Linked DNA regions of Mus musculus: regions 2, 3, 4, 5, 6 and 7 are each linked to region 1. A link is a contact called in public promoter capture Hi-C and targeted proximity ligation data. All regions are on one chromosome and are shown on one strand. The core of a region is the stretch at or near the end of the contact, and the rest is flanking DNA. Distances in the headings are between cores, read along the strand shown. Region 1 holds the start of Klc2 (kinesin light chain 2). Region 2 holds the start of 9430078G10Rik (transcription initiation factor TFIID subunit 4). Region 3 holds the start of Ssh3 (slingshot protein phosphatase 3). Region 4 holds the start of Tigd3 (tigger transposable element derived 3). Region 5 holds the start of Clcf1 (cardiotrophin-like cytokine factor 1). Region 6 holds the start of Pola2 (polymerase (DNA directed), alpha 2). Region 7 holds the start of Coro1b (coronin, actin binding protein 1B).

Region 1 (2,700 bases), core at 52-2,551:
AATGGCATAGCTCAGTGTGAGGTAAGGGTGCCCGTTGGGGCAGGGCGCAGGGCTGGCATTTCCAAAGTGTATTCATTGAACGTTGCTTATTGTCCTAACGTGACGCTCTGAAAGACTTGTGTTTCCTTGCTGAGGGTGTTCCTACATCACCAGGGCCCTTCGGGTAATCTTCCACCACAGCCCCAACACTGACCTACCTGAGCCTCCCCAAGCCCCAGCTCGATGGCCTCCAGGGAGCGGCGCAGGAGGAGGCAGCGCTCCTGTGAGCCCGGCTCGGCCTCGCCTGCTTCATGAGAAGCTAGGGGAGCTAGCAGGGCACGATGCTCCCCTCTCAGGGTCTCTAAACCCTGGATCACCGCCTTGGTGCCCAGCACTATCTCGTCCTGACTCAGCTTCTCCTCTCGAGGAAGCACCATCGTGGCCATGGTCGTGCCGTCTGTGGAGGCAAGGGGTGGGGCAGGCGGACGCCAGGCCTAGGGCCACACCGCCGTCCACCCCAAGTTAGGTAAACACCGGGAGGTCCCCGGACGCCTAGGTCCCTATGGATGTCCAGATCCCTCAGCCCGCAGTCCTCGCCGTGCCAGCACGCGGCCTACAGGGGGCGCGCCAGGCTCGTCTAGCCTAGGGAGACGCAATGCGGTGTGACTGAAGTGAGGCTGGACCCCGATTCCGCCCCAGACCACCGGCTCAGGCCAGTTGATCTAAAGCCCATCTTCGAGAGTTATTCGGAACTGTCCTAATCGGTACACAGAGCACTAGGGCATTGCAAGGCGTTCCCAAGTCAGACGCCACAGGCTCTCCGGGCAACTGGGTCTCAGCCCTGGCGACAGCCCCTTTCCCAGGGCAAGCGGAACCACGAGCCCCTCCCCCAGGGCCGACCGAGCCCCGCCACCCCGTCCCCGCCCCCGCCGCTCCGGGGAGACTGCGGTCTTTAGTTTCGGGACAGGTCTCTTCAGGCCGCGCCCACAACGACCCCTCCCGCAGGCTGGCCTGAGGCCCGCAGACCCTCCCTAGAAAAGGCCGGATTCCCAGCCCCAGCCCGGGACCGCGCCCCCTCCCCGCGGGCCGGTCGGGTCCTCCCACAGGCCGCGCCCACGACCACGACGACTCCTCCTCTAGGCCGACCTGCAACCGCTCCTCACTGTCCGGCTTGACTGGGTCTCCCGGCCCAACCGGCCGGCGCCGACCTGCACCTTCTGCTTTGGCCCGGCTCCGGCTCCTGCTCCTGTCCCGCTTCACCCGGATCCTCGACCGTGAGCTCGTCTCGCTGCCTCCATCCCGCCGGCCTTCCCAGCAGTCCCCGCGCCGCCTTAAAGGTGAAGCCGCTACCTCGGCGGCGTCGGAGGGGGCGAAACACGCTCCAGCCGGCCAGCTCGCTGCCTTAAAGGGGCCCCGCAGGCCTGGCCGGCTTCGGGGTGGGGCCAGCCCAGACGGGACGCAGAGGGGCGTGGCTGGACTCGCCCCCTCGGACCAGAGCTTCCAGGTCTGTGCGCTCTGCGGAGCTCCGACCCCGGACCAGAGTGACTGAGGAGCAAGAAGGCCGACCTCCTCAGATTCCAGAGCGAGTCGGTCCACATTGATTGACTGTCAAGTGTTTTTGTCGATGTCTTAGTGCATTGACTTAATGCTCACAAAGGGCTGGTGAGGTGGGTGTTGCCATTACCCACCTCTCACACATCTGACCCCCCAGCCCCCTCCGCGCTCTAGAGACGCACCTCTTACCGGCTTCGGAGGTGACTGTGCCTGTAGGGAATTCTCAGCATCTAGGTTTGCTTTGTGAGGGAACAGAAGGAGGCTTCTGGTTAAAAAGGAGAATTGGGTGGGAAGGAGCGTGTGGAGGTCGGTGGAGAAGGGAGAAGATCCACGCCCCTGAGGGGAATATCTGGGTGGATACTGCTGACCAGATAAGGAGGTCAGACGAGTGCCTTTGGATTGTGGTGGTGTCATTGGGGGGCCTCAGATTGGGTGTCACCAACTCGGAAGGAAAGACCTCTGTGCTAGATAGTTTTATGTCAACTTGACACAAACTAGGGTCATTGAACAGATGGGAATCTCGGCTGAGAAGATGCTGCCATAGGATCGGGCTGCAGGAAAACCTGTTTTCTTACTGATTGTTGTGGGAGGGCCCAGGCCAGGGTAGGTGAGGCCAGAAGGCAGTTCTGAGCAAGTTCAGAGGGCAAGCCCAGAAGCAGCACTCCTTCATGGGCTCTGCATCAGCTCCTTTCTCTGGGTTCTGTTCTCTCTGGGTGCCTGTCCTGACTTCCTTCACTGGATGAAGAGTGCACCAAATAAACCCTTTTGGTCACTGTGTTTCCACACAGCAATATTAACTCTAACTAGGACGGCCTCTTTGGTCCCTATCCCACTAGATTCTACAGTACTCTTCCCATCTCTACTCCACACCCACTTGGTGCTGACACAACATCGGCCTTTCTAACATTTTTCTTGTTTTGCCTTCTGGAATGTAGGTCATCACCTGTTGGCTGGGGCCTGGGGTAGATAGAGAATGTGGTAGCAATCAGTAGACGGCTACCTTACAAAGCGTGCGGAGGGGAGGGGATGGCTGAAAGGATGCCTCGGTGGTGAAGAGCATTTGTTTCTCCTGCTCAGGACTTGAGTTTCATTTGCAGCACCCATTGGCTCACAACCATCTTTACCATTTCCAGGGCATCGATAGATACCGCCATCTGAGTTCAGCAG
Region 2 (2,700 bases), core at 104-2,603, 720 kb before region 1:
TGTCTCATTACAATCCACAAAATCCTTTGATTTTCAGAACTGCAATGATTTCTCTAAAACTTAAGACTTTAACTCCACTGCCAAACACTATAAATTAAGGTTCTAACTACCTGACCAAAAAAAAAAAAAAAAAAACACCCCAAAAAACAAAACCAAAAAAAAAACCAAGTGAGATATCAATATATTTTCACCCCTCCTCTGGTACACAGAAAAGCCATCTAAAATAATTTTTTCCAAAAGGAGGGAATTGAAAATACTAACCAATCTCTGGCTGTACCGAATCCTTTCTTCTTCAGGTTCCATCTCTCACTCTTCTGATGGAAGTACAGTAAAGAAACCACTCCAGGGATGCCTTCCTCTTCCTAAGGATCCAAATTTACAAAGGAAATGAAGAGAAATAAGAACTCATTATGGAACTTATACCTCCCCTTCTCATTAAGTTAAAGACTCTGAGAATCCTTTATCCTCTTGGGCAAATGGTGCCATGTCTTGTCAATATTAATCACATCACAACTATAAAATAAGACCTAAGCAAAAGGAGACTTTGGTTTCAGTTCCTTAGGACCAGCCACATCATTTGTTTCTGCTCATGGGATTGCAACTAGCAAAATTCTTCCTGCTAACATTAGCAATAGATAGATAAAGAGATAGATAGATAGAGGGGACTGGAGACATGGCTCAGTGCTTAACAGCACTGCTGCTTTTCAAGAGGATCCGAGTTCAATTCTCAACAACCACATGGCAGGTCACTGTCTGATTCCAGTTCTAAGGGACCCTTACACAGATATAATGCAGGTGAAAAGGCTCAGGACTTTTACTTCTCTTCTTCTGTATGTTTGCTGGTGTGTGTGTGTGTTTAAGTTTTGTTGTTTTGAGACAGGATCTCTCTACATAGCCCTGGTGGTCTTGGAACTACAACATAGACCAACCAGGCTTGCCTCCAACTTACAAGAGACCCGACTGCCTCTGCTTGCCCAGTGCTGGCAAAGGTGTGCAGCACCAAACCCAGGAAGGACTTTTATTTCTAAAGTGCTGAATGGCCAGGTGAAGGTGAAGTACACACAAAACTAAGCCAGACCCTAAACCAGTGAGTTCTCAAACAGGTAATAACAAATTATAAGCAAAACGGGGAGGTTACTTTCATTAAAAAAAAAAAAAAAGAGGGCAAGAAAAATTTGGTTTTACAGAAAGACTTCAAACCAATGTCCCATATCCTTCTAGTAAGGAACTGCCTTCCCCAAACTACCATCCACCTCAAGGTGGACAACTACAGAACAAATTTGAGAGTTGCAAACGGAGGCAAAAATACCATCTAATCTAGATGAGTAAATAATAAATGAAACGTCTCGATATATGGATACGGGTGAAACATCCATTAAATAAAGGCCGGTTGGCACGTCAATCAATCCACAACACCAAGCAAGGGTTTTCGTTTTTCTAAATATCTTTCTCCAGAATAATGGCTTCTAATTGGATATACAAATGTTTTTTTTCTCTCTTGTAAATATAATACGGCCACGTTAACAAAATCCTTTCAGAGGACCCGATGACATAGTTTGCGAGAGCAGTTCGTGGCACTGCCCTCCTCGGCCTCGGTCGCGAGGGACACAGTCTGCACCCCAGGGCCGGACAGCAAAGCGGTAAACCTCGACTGCTCCCCTAGGGAAAAGGCGTTCTGTGGCTCACCCCTTGCAAAGAAATAAAAACTTTACATTAAGTCTTTAGATAAGACCGGGAACCAAACTTCCCAGGGCGGGGGAGGGGGGAGGGGAAATCTCACCGAGGATTTTGTTCTTGAGTTCTTGTCCAAGAGAGAAGTAAAATTCCAAACACAGACAAAATAAAATCCCAAACGTCGTCTTCGGTATTTCTGTGTATTAACCCAGTATCCAGAGAAGGGTCAGAGCGACCCGGAAAAGAGGAAACAGTTACTGAATCAAACCTCCTCTTCTGGCTTTTACAGACTCCGCGTCCGAGGCGTCAGGGAAGCAAGACCACTCGGCTACTCCCCCAAGCTGGCGGTCAGCAGCCCCAGCCCGAGACCCGGGTCAACCGGGCCGCGGGAAACACCCTCCTCTCGGTACCCTCAGCCGGCCACAGCCGCTACCGAAGCCCAGGAACCGCGGCCGATCAGCTGAGACCCGCCCGGCCGACGCTCCCCGCGCCGCCCGGCCCCCCGGAACGCGGGCCCCGGCCCCGGGGGGCGGAGAGGGCGGGAGCAGCGAAGCGCCCTGACCGGGGGCCTTCGGCTGCCTTTGCGTCGTCCCCTGAGCCGGGGCTCCGCGCTGCGGGACGATCCCCCGTACACCCCCAGCTACTCCCCAGTAGCAGAGGAGGGACTCCGGGGGATGGGCCCCCTGACGTTGCCCTTCCACGCGAAGAGCCCACTGCCCGGGAGGGAAACAACCGCGACGGGCCCGGGAACTGGAAAGGTGCTCTGCGGCCCGCCGCCGCCGCCGCCGCCGCTGCCGGGGAGGGGTGTTGTTTCCCTCACACAGGAGGATCCGCTGAAGCAGCCGCCGCCATTTTGAACCCGTCAGATTCTCACATACACACAGCTCCTCCGGCCTCACTGCGCAGGCGCCCTCTCTTCACCACCACCCCCTCCCTCCCGTCGCCTCTCCACCCCCACCTCTTTCGAGCCTCCCTGCGCGTCTTACCGCTCTCCGGGACACACGTGAACGCGCACGCGTCACTCCC
Region 3 (2,700 bases), core at 15-2,514, 850 kb before region 1:
AAAACTCTGCCTGGCAGAGCGATGGGGACATGGTTCAGGTCATAGGTTTTCAAACTTTAGGGAGGCTGAGTCCCCTGGCTGGCGGAAGTGGGCTGCTGGCCCGCTCTCCAGAGTCAGATGGGCCGGAGTGAGGCACAGTTTGCACTTTTGTAACCAGGACCCTGATAGCGGTAGGCACCTAGAGCCAGCCTTGGGCTCTCAGGCTCCTCCTCACCTTGTTTTGCACCTTTGGAATGTGTTCCTTTTCGGGGTGGACTCAGATGCTATAAACTTGTTTAAGCACTTATACTCCTTCAGGTCCCATCCTGCCCTTGGTCCTGGGATTACTGGGCGAGCCAAGGTCCAGGTAATGTGTGAAAGCATCTACTGGCCAGGGCTAAGTTAACCATGCTGGTTCTTCCACAAGCCAGAGATGTGATGTTTGCCAGCTCCACCCACAGCATCTGCCTCCCACCTAAGCATGAGTTTATCTGACAATACTTAAGTGAGTCCTTGGTCCAAGCAAGACATCAGGAGTCCACAATGGCAGCAGCTAGGCCACAGGCTATAAGGAAGCATTTGTCAGACAGAACTCACCTGCGCTGGAGCCGGCCTCTGCGTCTTACCACTCGGTCCTGCTGAGAAAGCAGCCCGGGAATAGAGTAAGAGAGCAGCTTCCAGGACAGGAAGCACCCAAAAGCCTCTCCTCTTCCTACAAGGGAGCGCTAGGTGGAAAAGAAATCTCTTTCCTCTGAAGCCGCTCCCCTCCAACAGGCCCCAGAGAAACCCGGCCTAAGTCCAGGTACAGCAGTGCTGCAAGGATAGGGGGTTGCAGAGTGTGGGAGGTATTTGGGCAGATCTGGGCTTCAACAGACCCGGGCGGTTCTCAGGATTCCGCATCTACCTACGTCGAGCTCCTGGGAGCCTCAGGGCCTCCCAAGTGCCTTAAAACGTGAGACTCAAGGTCCCCCTCCGCCTACTCCCAGCCGTCTGCTAGGGGCAGGACTTGCTCCCTAAGGCCTACCTTGGCAGCCAACTGTAAGAGCGTAAAACCAAGCTAAACTCACCGTGGGTCCCACAGGCGTGGAGTGGCCACTTGCCGGCGGCGAGCGACTCACTGTGACCAGCGCCATAAGGTAGGCAGGCCCGGAACACCTGGGCGAACACCCGGCACGACCCCTCCCTCAGCCTTACGGTCAGTCCCTGCCTTCGCACAACCAGGAAGAAGAGATTGGAGCCACCAGGGCCTGGCACCTCCTCGGGAGCGGCCCTTAAAGGGCCCGACTCATGACCAGTCTGGTCGCGTAGAGCTGGTACCGAGCGACAGCGGCCCCGCCCCTGCGGTCTCGGTTCAGCTTGCCCCGCCCCGACCGCGCTAGAGGCGTGGTCAAGGGCGTGGCGCAGGTGAGCCCAGACCTCACTTTCCCTGCTTTGGTCGCTTTGCCCACAGAAGGCTTTCAACCCTTCTTGCTGCACCCAGTAAGACTTGGACCCCCACTGTTTGGTTTATGCTATGGTTTCTTGGAAAGGAAGGAGCAAGGGCAACAGTTTTGTTTTTGAGACAGGGTCTCACTATGTAGCTGACAGACCTGAAACTCATTATATAGAGCAAGTCGCCTAAAACCCAGAGATCCACCTGCCTCTGCCTCCCAAGCACTAGAATTAGAGGCATGCGCCACCATACCTGGGAGGCAATGGGTCTTAAATCTACCACCCCATTCCAAACTTGCTCTCTTTTCTGCTTGGCTGTCATTCCTCTACTCTTGAGAAGATCTGGGAGAACAGAAGGCCTTTTTGGAATTTTTGCAATAGTCCCCAATACCTGTACGCATTTCAGGTCCACCCTAGGGGTGACTAGGACAGGGCTGAGCCCCTTCCCCAGAGAGTGACTTGCTTAAAGGTTCATTCTGGTAGAAAATACTTGAAACAGGGGGAACCTGTGCCTGAGTTTTGGGGATGAGGTGGGAGCTTCCCCCAGTAGGTAGAATAGGAAGACCCAGCCCAGCGGGAGTATGGACCATCAGGCTGGGTGGCAGGCAGAACCTGGGGTTGGGGTAGCATCCAGGGAAATTTCAGAATCTCCAGGAACTCCTGCCCCGTGAGAAGTGGTCTTATTTTCTAGCTGTAGAAATGGAGGCTCCAAAGCTGCTCAGTGCCAGCTCCAGCGAGGACTACCCATCAGTAACCCCATCCAGTGTCCCCTTGGTTCCAGACCACGCAGGACAGCAAGCCTACTGCTGATGGTCTCTTTATTTCCACCTCAGTCTCACTGCTAGCCTATCTTCAGTGCCCAGGTCCCAAGCTCAGCAGCAGACAGTTTATAAATAAATAAATTACAAAACCAGGCAGAAGGCATGGCCCTGGGGAGCCGTCCCAAGGCCAGGCAACTCAGTGCTCTGTGAGTGACAGCTGCAGGATCCGCTGTAAGTCGTCTTCTTCCTGCTGACCCCGTCGCTCCAACTCCTCCTGTTCCCTTGAAGACAACTCCAGGGCCAGGCGAAGCTGCTCCTCAAAGCTTGGGGGTGCAGGGGATGGAGGTGTCTTCTGAGGAGATTCTGGACCCCTGGACTCTGTGGACAGCTGTAGGCTTTCCTGCAGGGCCCTTCAGGGTAAGGGTTGAGGGGAGAGCAGACCAGTGAGAAGGCTTGGGGAGGAGCCAAGCCCATGCAATTTTGAGAACAAGGTGTCAGGGACAGAGACAAGCAGGCCCTCTTTTGGCTC
Region 4 (2,700 bases), core at 178-2,677, 780 kb after region 1:
CCACATTGTTTCGACGTTTCCAGCGGACCAGCCAGCCAATGCTAGGCACGAAATCCTGGCCCATGATATCGGCCAGTTCCTTGGCCTTGTGGAGCAACATGGGCCCCGTTACATCCCAGGCCTTGGCTCGGGCAATGTGGTACCAGCACAGTAGAGCCTCATCGATCCCACTGTATTTGGATTCACGCTTCCGCTTCCGCTCGTGGTTGGCTGTGCCACTGCACCAGTCTGCCAACAGCTTCTCCTTATTCTTGCAGATCCGTGAGATCTGGGGCTGTGAGACCTGGAAGCGCCGGGCCACCTCTGACTGGGACATCTTAGACTCATCCAAGAGTTCCAGCACCTGGATCTTCTCAGCCAGGGACAGGGCGTGAAGCTTCTTCTTGGTGTTCAGCTCCATGACTCCCTGGGAAGCTGCTGGGGGAAGAAAAGTAGGAGAGCGTGCCAATGGCTGAGAGCAAGAAGAACAGAAGAGGTCGGGACCCCTGAAGCCAGAGCAATTCTCTGGAATGCAGAAAGCTGGAGGAGACCAGGCCAGCTGAAAGAGACATGAGATGGCCAGGCTGTGGGAGGAGAGGGCTAGACCCAGAAGAGAGCTGGCAGAGTCGAGTGTTTCTGGTCCGAAGTGGAGAGAATTCTGGGCTGGGGTTTGGTATTGATGGGGTGGAAGGATGAATAGAGGCTAAAGCACAGCTGTAAAGACAACCAGGAGACAGCTGCAGGGACAACAAAGGAGCAAAAACAAGGAGAGGCCTGGGGCTGAGGCTGAGCGGGGCAGGTGTAGGGGACATTCAGGGTGCCAGGGAGGAGTCCCCTGAGAGGAGATGAGGAGGAGGAGGACCTAGGTTGAATTTTGATGGCTGAAGGCAGGTGGTAGACTGAACGGACAGAGTCGAGATGAACAGGTGAGATGGTACAGATGACAAAGCCAGATGGATGGTGTCTGAAGGCGCTAGTACAATTCGGCGCTGGCAAGGCGGGGTGGTAAAGCTACCCAACGGTTCAACCAGGAGAGTGAAGATGCCAAGACGACAAAGGGAGACAGGGTGAGGAGGATGAGGGCAAAAGGGAAGAAGTGTCCTCTGCCCAGTGATAGCCTGGAGTGATATCAGAGAGAAGGGAGCACCGGCCAGGAAGCAGGCGGCTCGAGCGCTGGGCTCTGCGCCCTGGTTCGCTGAGTTGACCCCTCGTCAGTCGGCTGGACGGACACAGGCGTCGACCCCAGCCCGCCCGCCCACCCGGCTACAGGGCCTCCCGCTCCGCACCCACCTCCAGGCGCCGTCCCGCGCCTCCAGTCCCTGCCCCAGCCAGGTTCCTGGGCCTCAGCAGAACCAGAGAGTGACGGGCGCCGCGACCCGAGGACAGAGCGCGCCGAGAGGCTGCTCTGGAGCGGGCGCGCGCAGAGCGCGCACAGCCCTCACCCGGGTCTCTCAAGGCTGGGAAAACCTCGTCGCGGCCCCTCCGCAGCCCCGCCCTAACAAACTGATTAGCCATCAGCGGCAACTTGTCCCGCCTCCAGTTACATCTGATTGGATGCTGTGGAAGTGGCGGTTTGTCAGCCCTCCGGAGGAGGAGCTTCCTGAGTGGAGGGGTCTGGCGGGAAGAACCGGCCTTAGTGCCTATCACTTGTCGACCAGCCGGCGTGCCTTGACAGCCACCCAGGTGATTTCGACCCCATCCCTACGTGGTACCTAACTGGGATACCGGCCCTCCAGGATTTGTTTTGGAAACAAGATGAAAGGAGAAAATGAATGAATGTAAGCTTTTAGTCACAAAAGAGTTACCATGGACAGCGCTGGCCTCTGGTCTTGCCAACGGCCTACAAAATACACCGGTGGCAAGAAAGGACATTTTTTTTTTTAACCAGTTTTGGTGGGTCACGGCAAGATCTAAATTCCTGTTAGTCACTTCCCTCCTTTGTAACTAGGTGTAGATAACTTAGCCCTCCCTGCCCCTAAACAGCCAGGACCCCACTTTTTCATAGGTTTTGAGCCTATCCATTTACCACTGGATGCTGTCAGTCTCTCCAAGTGTCGTCTCCTGCGAACCAAATATTTTCTCTTAAATCTATTTTAGTGGTCTCATCTGCACATTTCTTTTTTGGCCCTCAAGACTACTCAGTTGCTAAGGATTAGTGCCTGACTCCCTGTACTCCTGGCCTACATAGCAGAACAGGCAGTGCATAGTCCAGACAACTCTGTGCAGTAGCAGGCCAGGGCTCAGCTTTCTCTGGCAACAGTGACCTCAGGGTGCTCTAGGAAAATCTGAGCACACTTCAGTCGATATATAAGTATTTAGCTAGAGAGGTTTGGGAGGGGTTCCCTTCCTTGTTGAGGCAGGGCTTTGCTGTGTAGCATACTCCCAGTTGGATGTTAAGCTTCCTGCAGATTCTGTCTCTGACTTCCATGTCCCTCTAAGAGTGCTGGAATAAGGGCTGGTGAGATGGCTCAGCGGGTAAGAGCACCCGACTGCTCTTCTGAAGGTCCTGAGTACAAGTCCCAGCAACCACATGGTGGCTCACAACCATCCTTAAGGAGATCTGACTGGTGTGTCTGAAGATAGCTGCAGTGTACTTACATATAATAAATAAATTTAAAAAAAAGAGTGCTGGAATAACACACATCATCCAGCTCCTTATCTGGGATGCAGGGACAAAATTCAGGTGGTCAGGTTCACAGTCAAAGTGCTTGTCTTGGACAG
Region 5 (2,700 bases), core at 159-2,658, 900 kb before region 1:
GTCCCACTCCAGTGAGGTAATTGAAAACAAATTTTTTCCCAACCCCCCCACCCCCCCACCCCAGTTCTCCAGTGCAGAACAGGGAAGTGCCGCCCTGGGAAACTAGCACTGGCCATGACTGATGCCCACGCTGACCCACAGGCTGGAGGGGCTGTGTTGGACTGGCAGAGTGCCCTCCTTTCCCAGGGGTCCCAGCAGAAGTGGGGGGGGGGGTGAATACCTCATGCCATTCCAGAGACAGGCATCACCTTCCACGGCTGGCTGCCACCGCTATCTACCCCTGGTGAGACTACAGAGAAACAACACAGCAACTTATCAGATGACTTAATTGGTGGAATGCTTCTACAAGCACCCAAGACTTGGGGACCAAATGACTGTCCCCCAAGAAAAATCACAGAATGGGGCTGCCTCCAAGCCCCAGATGACAGCTGTTTCCTCTGCACTAGCTCTCATGCTCCCTCGCTCTCCCTGGCAGCCCTCTGGAGAGGGAGGAAGGAGGAGGAAAGGAGACCCTCCTGGGAGGGTCTAGGCTTATGGGTCCCCTAGGTCTCCCACTCAGAAAGTCCCAACCCAGGCCTGAGGGGAAGGAGGGAGAATGCTCTTAGCCAAACCACCCCTACCTCACCACCGGAAAAACCAACAACCCAAACCCCCAAAGGGAAGAGGATGCCAAATGTCTCGATGGGGAAGCTTTTCACTAACGGGATGCTGGGTCTATCCATGGCCTTGAATCTTCGAGTTCCCGCTGAGTCACCCGTGAAGCCTCTGGTGTTGAAACTGGTCCGGTGCCTTGTGCTGATTAATGAATTACAAATCCCCCACCCATGTGCACTCTCCCTGGTCACCGGGAAGAATGAAAACCCTTGTGAACTTGACTGAGAAGCTGGGCCCTGGTGCCCTCTCCCCTCCTCAGGGGGCATTGTGAGCTGGTTAGTCACCTGCCCCAGCCCCTGGCGCCACACTTAGCTCTAGCTTTTGGAAGTGGGACAAGTGGCGGGACAATAGGCAAGGGGGGCGGTCAGCCCAGACAAAGGGCAGCAGGAAAAACACCATCACTTGCTTGGAGGCCAGCTTGCTGGCATTTGAGAGAATGTGTCATTGCATTTACTCAAGTGGGAGGGGGAGGGAAGGTTAGAATGAAGAGGCAGAGGTAGAGTGGGTACAGGGACCCTCAACCCGGCAATGAGCAGAGGGAAGAAGGCCAGCATGCCTTGGCCGACACCAAGGAAGAAGCCCACACCAAGGCCAGCTCCCTTTCCAAGCTCTCAGGAGTTTGCCGAGGGACGATGCCCTCCCTGCCCCCTCCCCCAGGAGGCCTAGGGTGGTACCGTCGCAGCCTTGCCTCACCTCACCACCCCCCCCCTCAGTGTTGTGGGAGGGAGAGGAGCCCCAGAAGCCCTCCCTTCCCTCCTCCCCCCTCTTCCCCCCACCCGGGGAGGGCTGCTACAATTTGTGGTTACAGCTTTACACGTCAGAAAAAAAAAAGTTTGCAGAATGTCCCACACCGAAAAAAAAATGCGAAACCGAGAGAAAAAAACCTGCGAGTGGGCCTGGCGGATGGGATTATTAAAGCTTCGCCGGAGCCGCGGCTCGCCCTCCCACTCCGCCAGCCTCTGGGAGAGGAGCCGCGCCCGGCCGGCCCGGCCCCCAGCCCCATGGACCTCCGAGCAGGTAGGAGCCAGGCGTCCGAGGCCGAGGCCTCCGCCCCCGCCCAGCACCAGTGAGATCCGGTTCCCGTCCTCCTCCCCACCCTCGGAGCCCCAAGCCCGGGCCGGGCCGGGGAGCAGAGCTCGGGCTGGGGAGGTACGGCCGGGCGCCCTCGAGAGGGGCCGGGTGGGGACGCGGCATTCCTGGAGTCCGCTTGGCGGAGCCAGGAGGTGGCTGAGAACGCGGCGGGGAGCCTGGACAACCCTCAGACCTGGACGGGCGGCCACCTGGAGCCGCGGCGAGGCGGGGTCCCAGGGAACCCGCGGACACAGAGCCCCGCGCCAGAATCGGGGCGAGCGAGTCCGAGGCGGGCAGCGAGGGTGTGGGGGGGGGGCCGCGGCGCAAGGGAGGAGGGGGCCAGGAGAGGAAGAGGGAGGGAGAGAGGCAGAGGGGGAGCCCGCGGCCGAGCAGCGGGAAGCGAGGGGGAGGCCGACACCTCGGGCCGCGCTGAACTCCTTCCTCGGCCCGCGGGGAGGGCAGGAGGGCGCGCGAGAGGAGGGCGGAGGGCAGAGCAAACCTAGCTGGGCCGGGCCGGGCCGGGCCGGGCCGCCACGGGACTCCGGTTACTACGCTGCGCGCGGCGTGGCCGGAGCCCTCCATGCTGCCCACCGCCTGGGAGCCAGAGGCAGGTAGGCGCGGCGGGGTGGCCGGGGCCCCGAGCCCGCGGTGGCCTGGGAGTGATTACTGCAGGAGGGTGTTGTGGGGGAGACGCAGCCTGGCCGGACCCAGCAGGAAAAAGTCCGTCAGCGGCCGGGAGCGCCGAGACTGCCGGCAGCCCCTCGAGCGGCTGCCTGGCTAGGCGGCCCGTGGCAGGAGGGCGGGCCAGGCAGGGAGTGGACGCGCCGGAGCGGGCAGCGGCTCAGCCGAGCCCCGAAGCCCAACGCCCGGACCCCGCCTCCGCCCCCGCCGCCGCCGGGAAGGGAGCGAACGGGGGGGCGGGGCCGGGGGCGCCGGGGCCACACAAGGGGAAGGCGCCATCGCCGCCGGGAGGGG
Region 6 (2,700 bases), core at 64-2,563, 850 kb after region 1:
TGAATGTCGGTCCTCTGGAAGAGCAGTCAGTGCCCTTAACCACACAGCCATCTCTCCAGCCCCAGGGCACAGAATCTTCAAAAGATTTCAAGTTCTTTTAAAAAAATGTATATATTATTACTTTATGTGCATTAATGTTCTGCCTGCATGTATGTCTGTGTGAAGGTGTCAGATATTGGAGTTATAGCAAGCAAAGCAGACAGGATGGCACTAATTCAGCTCTTAGCCTTGAATTCTCTATGATCCTCCAGGCCTCAGCCTCCCACGTGCTGGGGTAACAGGCAAGCCCACTTATACTACGGTTTTATTTCCTACAGTAAGAATTTCAAGGGGTACACACACTGCTATTCTGACACTGATGCACACATCTTCCAGGAGAGATGTGTGATTTAAATCTTTACCACTGGTCTCTGTGGAGCAATAGGATGAGGCACTGTACTCCAGAGCAAAAGTCAGGGGTCGGCACACAATCAGGCAACTAAGTCTCCTTGCCCATGTCCCTCCATCTATAAAGAGAGGGAGCCAATAAGCACCTTGAAGTTTCTTCCAAAGCTAAAATAAAGGACTAGGATCCACCTAGAGGAATTCCTATTTGCACAGATCACTAAAAACTCTGATGAGCAGGGCATGGTGGTGTACATCGTTAACCCCAGCACTCGGGAAGCAGAGGCAGGCGATCTCCGTGAGTTCAAGGCCAGCACAGTAATCTACATAATGAGTTCTGGGGTTACCCAGAAAGACTCTGTCTTTAAAAACCAAACAAACAAAAAAACCTCTAATGAGAAAAGTCATTGAGCAAGAGATGACTAGGTATGAGATGCAAACGGTTCCAATGTCTCCTATTGGTAATGTCACCTGTTGTTTAGTCGGGACCCAATAGGTACCACACAAGCATATAGAACTTGGAAGCGATCCTCTCGGTTCGGGACTCACGTTTCTCCAACAGGGAGTCCTCGTAGTCCAGGCCGAAGATCTGTAGTTCCTCCGCCAGCTGCTGGGTGGACACGGCCATGGTGACCCGGGAGTGGCCGGGCGCCTGCCGCCGGGCCCCGACCTCAGCTCTACCCTGCAGACGCTTATCCTTTCGCTTTACCGGAAGGTGACAGGGACGTGTCACGAGACCACCTGGCCTAAGCCCTCAAACGACCCCAGCCACCAGGTCACAGAGAAATACTTCAAAAGCCCTCGAGAGGTCTCGATCCAGAGAGAAAACTTGCTTCCGAGGACTACACCTTAGCTTCTCCGTGAGGAGCACAGCACAGGAAAAACCCGCCAAACGCTTTGCCTAGCGCGCGCTTGCGCGAGGTTCTGCTCGGGCCCCGCCCTCCCCGCGCACGCGCCGGTCCTCCCACTGCAGCTGCGCAGAACGCGCCTCTGCGCGTCACTCCGCGCGGAAATTGAGAATCGAGACCCCGTACTGTGGCTGTTTCAGGAGTCGCCTGTTCTGCTAAGCTCTGCGATGCTTGTTTGTCCCTTTTTTTTTACCCTTGGCCAGGAGGCGCTGTTTGTCTGTATCTTGCAGTGACTGACACGTGTGTCCAGCACGGCCCTGGAAGGGCACGTTAGCTCCTTCCTCCCCCACCTCAGCATCTCCATCCTGCTCTGCCTTGGTTCGTCCTGATCTAACGCTTTCGTAGGGAATGTGGTTATTATAGCTGTTATGATTGTCAGTCACGGGGATAGCGGGAGGGCAGGTCACTGAAGGGGGAGTGGTTAGAGAGTAAAACAAGGAGTGCATTCTCTTCTTGATGTATTTACCAAATTTTCGAACCAAAATCTCCATTGATTTGGCTTAGGTCAATTGATCTGTGACACCCTAAGAATGGAATGGAAGACTGGCAGAGCCTTTAAGAAAAAACGGTTTGAAGCTAGGCCTGGTAGCACACACCTGTAATCTCAGCACTTGGAGGCTGAGGCAGGTCTCTGCAAGTTCCAGCCAAGGCTATACAGAGAGACCCTAACAAGCAAGCAAGAAACACCAAACAGGACTGCAGAGATGGTTTAGCAGTTACGCTTACTGATCTCACAAAGGACTTGGGTTTGGTTCCAGCACTAGTGTGGTGGCTCACAGCTGCCTCTAACTCCAGTTTCAGGGGACCTGAGACCTCCTGACCTCCACAGGCTCCTACAATCACATGGTGCACATACATACACTCAGGTACTCACAAACACCCATTTAAAACCATGCCGCTAGCCCCAGCACTAAGGAAGCAGAAGCAGGAAGATTACTGAGTTTAAGGCCAGCCTGGTCTACAGAATGGCACCCAGAACAGCAGGGCCACACTGAGAAACCCTGTCTCAAAACAAAAACAAAGTGTGTCTGTGTGTTTAAAGGCTGATTGAACTTCAACTTTCTCAGTGAACATCGTGGCTCAAAGCTTCAATCTCAATATTTGGGAGGCTGAGGTGAGATATTAACACGAGACTGCAGCCGACTAGGCCCACATTTTAAGTCTGTCCAACAGAAAAACAAAACAAAACAAAACTTTACTGGGTTTTCACACTAGTAGCAGGAAGCACTGGGCTGGGCTGCAGGAATTTAGCCACCAGGTGGCAGCAAGGTCACACAACACTACGATTTAGTCCCTCAGTGCTGCCACACATCATTAACATCTGAGGCTTATGGCCTTTCTGATAAAGAGAGGTAAGATTTAAATACAGCCTCACAAACCTTGAACCAATTATCACCCATTTCTAGAG
Region 7 (2,700 bases), core at 60-2,559, 970 kb before region 1:
CAGAAAGACCCACAGGGGAAGTGACACTTGAGGCCTGGGGTCATTGAGGGATGAAGCCTTCCCAAGGCTAGGAAGAGCTTCCAGAAGGAAGAAGGGAGCAGGATGTGTTAGCCTGAGGTGGGAACTGAGGTTTGCTGTCACTGGGACACGTGCTGAGAGGGGACAGTGCTGGGTGCCCTGGGGTCAGACAGGAATTCTGACATAGGAACATGGAACTATGGATTTTATTTGAAGTGGGGTGATGTGGGGGGTGGGGGTGGTACTTAGAACTGTAGCCACCTGGCATCATATGGGCTTCCCTGTGAACATCTGCTACCCAAGTCAAGCCACACTCCTGCCTCCCTAGCTCCAGGTTTTACAAACAGTGAGAAATCCCAAGACATTGGAAATAACAAAGTTGGGCTGAATCCCAGCTGGGAGGTCTCAATCAAGCACCTGTCCTCTCTAGGCCTGTTTCTTCAGAGTATAGTGACCACTGAGGTGGGACACAAGTCCACTTAGCCTCCCACACACAGTTGGGGCCTCATGAAGGCTAAACAAAGCACCTTTACCTCTGCCCTGCCTCTTCCCACGTCCCTCTTCCCTTTCTGGGAAAGACGGCCTCGTATCACCACTGGTTACTGGAGGTAGACACAGAGGAATAGTGTTCTCTTACTACAGTGGGTCCTAACAGGGACACCTACGTCCTCCAGGATGAGAGGAGATAGGGCAAATATGAGGAGGCAAATCCAGGCTCTGATGGGATGGAGGAGAGAAAGGACATGCATTATGCATGGGATCCACTGTCATCCTCTACTTCGATTTTCTCTAAGCCAGAGCAGGAGCCACAGGAGTCCATCAAGATGTAAGAGATTGCCTTTCACCTCTTCAATGTACATATCTGACATCAGGAACCCCCCAACTTTAAAACCCATACCTATGGCAGGGTGTGGTGGCACATGCCTTTAATCCTTGCACAGATATCTGTAAGTTCTTTGCTAGTTCCAGGCCAGCAAGTATGCAGAGTAACAACCTGTCTCAAACACAAAACAAAAAACACGTGAAAACATTGGAGGCGGAGCGAGAGAATACTTTTGGGTAGAACTGGGTAGGGAAATCAGAGGGCAGGCTTCACCCCACCTCAAGAGACTCGCACAGTCTGTACCCGCGGCTCCAAGCAGGCCCGCCCCTTTCAACAAGCAGCCCAGGGCCTGGCGACTAGGCCTTGCCCCGTGGGCGGGACATCCTAAAGCCCCGCCTTCTGCGCGTGACCTTGCCCCGCCCCCGCCTCCCTCGGCTATCACTTCCTGATTCCCGCTTCCTGCTTCCCAGAGGCCGGGATCCGGAGCCGCCCGAGGTCGCCGCCGCAGTCCCCGGCGCCCCTGGGGAGCGGAGAGCGGTGAGCGGTGAGCGGTGAGAGCGGCAGGGACGGACTAGGGGCGCAGACGTGGGCCTGGGGCAGGGGGCGCGAGCCGGAAGAGCGCCTCGCCCCACCTTCATTCCCGACTCCCTCCCACCCCCCAGCCGCCCCTCTCTCCCTTTCTGGGCTGGGATCTTTGGAAGTTGGGTTCCTGGTTCACTTGGACCGTGCTCCAAGGCCACTTTGAGGACCTGGCAGTATCCTCGACCCCTGTTCAGCCAGGGTCCCTAGGCCCGACTTCTGCAGCTCTTTGCACAGTCCCCGGGACTGAGCTGCGGCCTTGCTAGACCAACCAACCCCTTTTGCTGCCTCTTCTCCCCATCACCCAGCCTTCAAACTCTGGGTGTGGAAAGCGCCTTGGAACCATCTGGGACCTACAGAAGATCTAAATTCTGTCTCCCTTTCAGCAGCACACACACACTCAGACCCCTAGCCAGGGAGGGGATGGGGAGGCAGAGAGTGTTGGTCTGCACCTATGAGCCCTTTCTATAACTGGGGAAATAGAGACTCCCAGCTAACGCTGGACCAATTTCCTGGTGACATGCTCTGTGTGTCTCTTTGGAGAGCAGAGCTGATTCAGGTGTCTCTGCCCTCACAGACATGTCCTTCCGAAAAGTTGTGCGGCAGAGCAAATTCCGGCATGTATTCGGTCAGCCGGTCAAGAATGACCAGTGCTATGAGGACATTCGAGTGTCCCGAGTTACCTGGGACAGCACCTTCTGCGCAGTCAACCCCAAGTTCCTGGCAGTGATTGTGGAAGCCAGTGGTGGAGGCGCCTTTATGGTGCTTCCTCTAAACAAGGTGGGCCTCAGCGGGTCAGGGTGGAGAGGACATCTGAGGACACTCTGGTCACACCTGTGGGCAGGGCAGTTTGTGCCACTTCTTGGCCCGTGGCTACTGATGGATTGTTGATGGAAGTAGAAAAAGTGTTTATTGCCACCAAGTGTGGATAAGAGGCTGCAGCAGGCATTTCCTCATATGCTGGGTGGAGCAGACACATCTGGGCCACCAGGAACCAGGGCAGTCACATTATTCTTGCACCTTGGAGGGCCCATAGATACTGGGAGGAATGGAGGTCGGGACTTTGGGTTCTTCTCTGACTGCTCTTCATGACTACAGACGGGCCGCATTGACAAGGCCTACCCGACAGTGTGTGGGCACACGGGGCCTGTTCTGGATATTGACTGGTGTCCCCACAATGATGAAGTCATTGCCAGTGGATCAGAGGACTGCACTGTCATGGTGAGCAAAGGACCGTTCAAGTCAGGGTCTCAGGGTGTGGCTGAAGGATGCTGGCAGCA

What was found. Promoter capture Hi-C pulls out the DNA fragments that hold promoters and counts their contacts.
Region 2: a promoter capture Hi-C map of cranial neural crest shows a contact between it and region 1. A contact is called at or near these places in 1 of 39 promoter capture datasets (cranial neural crest), 2 of 130 datasets of targeted methods (bone marrow-derived macrophages and large pre-B cells) and 1 of 9 other capture datasets (pancreatic islet).
Region 3: a contact with region 1 is called in a targeted proximity ligation map of pancreatic cancer cells. A contact is called at or near these places in 2 of 130 datasets of targeted methods (bone marrow-derived macrophages and pancreatic cancer cells).
Region 4: a promoter capture Hi-C map of liver shows a contact between it and region 1, with 3 times the contacts expected there. A contact is called at or near these places in 1 of 39 promoter capture datasets (liver) and 1 of 130 datasets of targeted methods (embryonic midbrain).
Region 5: a contact with region 1 is called in a targeted proximity ligation map of pancreatic cancer cells. A contact is called at or near these places in 1 of 39 promoter capture datasets (liver) and 1 of 130 datasets of targeted methods (pancreatic cancer cells).
Region 6: a promoter capture Hi-C map of liver shows a contact between it and region 1, with 3 times the contacts expected there. A contact is called at or near these places in 2 of 39 promoter capture datasets (the SN4741 cell line and liver) and 1 of 130 datasets of targeted methods (bone marrow-derived macrophages).
Region 7: a targeted proximity ligation map of pancreatic cancer cells shows a contact between it and region 1. A contact is called at or near these places in 1 of 39 promoter capture datasets (liver) and 1 of 130 datasets of targeted methods (pancreatic cancer cells).

What each region holds. Positions count from the first base shown.
Region 1 is chr19:5,116,997-5,119,696 of GRCm38.p6, forward strand. Klc2 (kinesin light chain 2) reads right to left here and starts at 1,302. Exons shown (of 16, transcript NM_008451.3): 1 at 1,126-1,302; 2 at 198-436. The coding sequence starts at 425. It overlaps LOC115489018 (a long non-coding RNA gene), which reads left to right. Exons shown (of 2, transcript XR_003952889.1): 2 at 1-2,336.
Region 2 is chr19:4,394,531-4,397,230 of GRCm38.p6, forward strand. It overlaps 9430078G10Rik (transcription initiation factor TFIID subunit 4), which reads left to right and starts at 1,354. Exons shown (of 3, transcript XM_030251152.1): 1 at 1,354-1,363; 2 at 1,800-2,700. The coding sequence starts at 1,354. It overlaps Kdm2a (lysine (K)-specific demethylase 2A), which reads right to left and starts at 2,547. Exons shown (of 21, transcript NM_001001984.2): 1 at 1,781-2,547; 2 at 262-362. The coding sequence starts at 303.
Region 3 is chr19:4,267,969-4,270,668 of GRCm38.p6, forward strand. Ssh3 (slingshot protein phosphatase 3) reads right to left here and starts at 1,265. Exons shown (of 14, transcript NM_198113.3): 1 at 1,047-1,265; 2 at 577-617; 3 at 1-10. The coding sequence starts at 1,112. It overlaps Ankrd13d (ankyrin repeat domain 13 family, member D), which reads right to left. Exons shown (of 15, transcript NM_026720.2): 15 at 2,212-2,581. The coding sequence ends at 2,368.
Region 4 is chr19:5,892,701-5,895,400 of GRCm38.p6, forward strand. Tigd3 (tigger transposable element derived 3) reads right to left here and starts at 1,428. Exons shown (of 2, transcript NM_001362045.1): 1 at 1,270-1,428; 2 at 1-417. The coding sequence starts at 400.
Region 5 is chr19:4,212,830-4,215,529 of GRCm38.p6, forward strand. Clcf1 (cardiotrophin-like cytokine factor 1) reads left to right here and starts at 1,409. Exons shown (of 3, transcript NM_019952.5): 1 at 1,409-1,671. The coding sequence starts at 1,656. It overlaps Gm45928 (predicted gene, 45928), which reads left to right and starts at 1,596. Exons shown (of 4, transcript NR_132309.2): 1 at 1,596-1,671. It overlaps LOC102631992 (a long non-coding RNA gene), which reads right to left. Exons shown (of 4, transcript XR_003952884.1): 3 at 221-2,700.
Region 6 is chr19:5,962,893-5,965,592 of GRCm38.p6, forward strand. Pola2 (polymerase (DNA directed), alpha 2) reads right to left here and starts at 1,314. Exons shown (of 18, transcript NM_008893.3): 1 at 934-1,314. The coding sequence starts at 1,012.
Region 7 is chr19:4,147,345-4,150,044 of GRCm38.p6, forward strand. Coro1b (coronin, actin binding protein 1B) reads left to right here and starts at 1,310. Exons shown (of 11, transcript NM_011778.3): 1 at 1,310-1,392; 2 at 1,998-2,200; 3 at 2,519-2,641. The coding sequence starts at 2,000.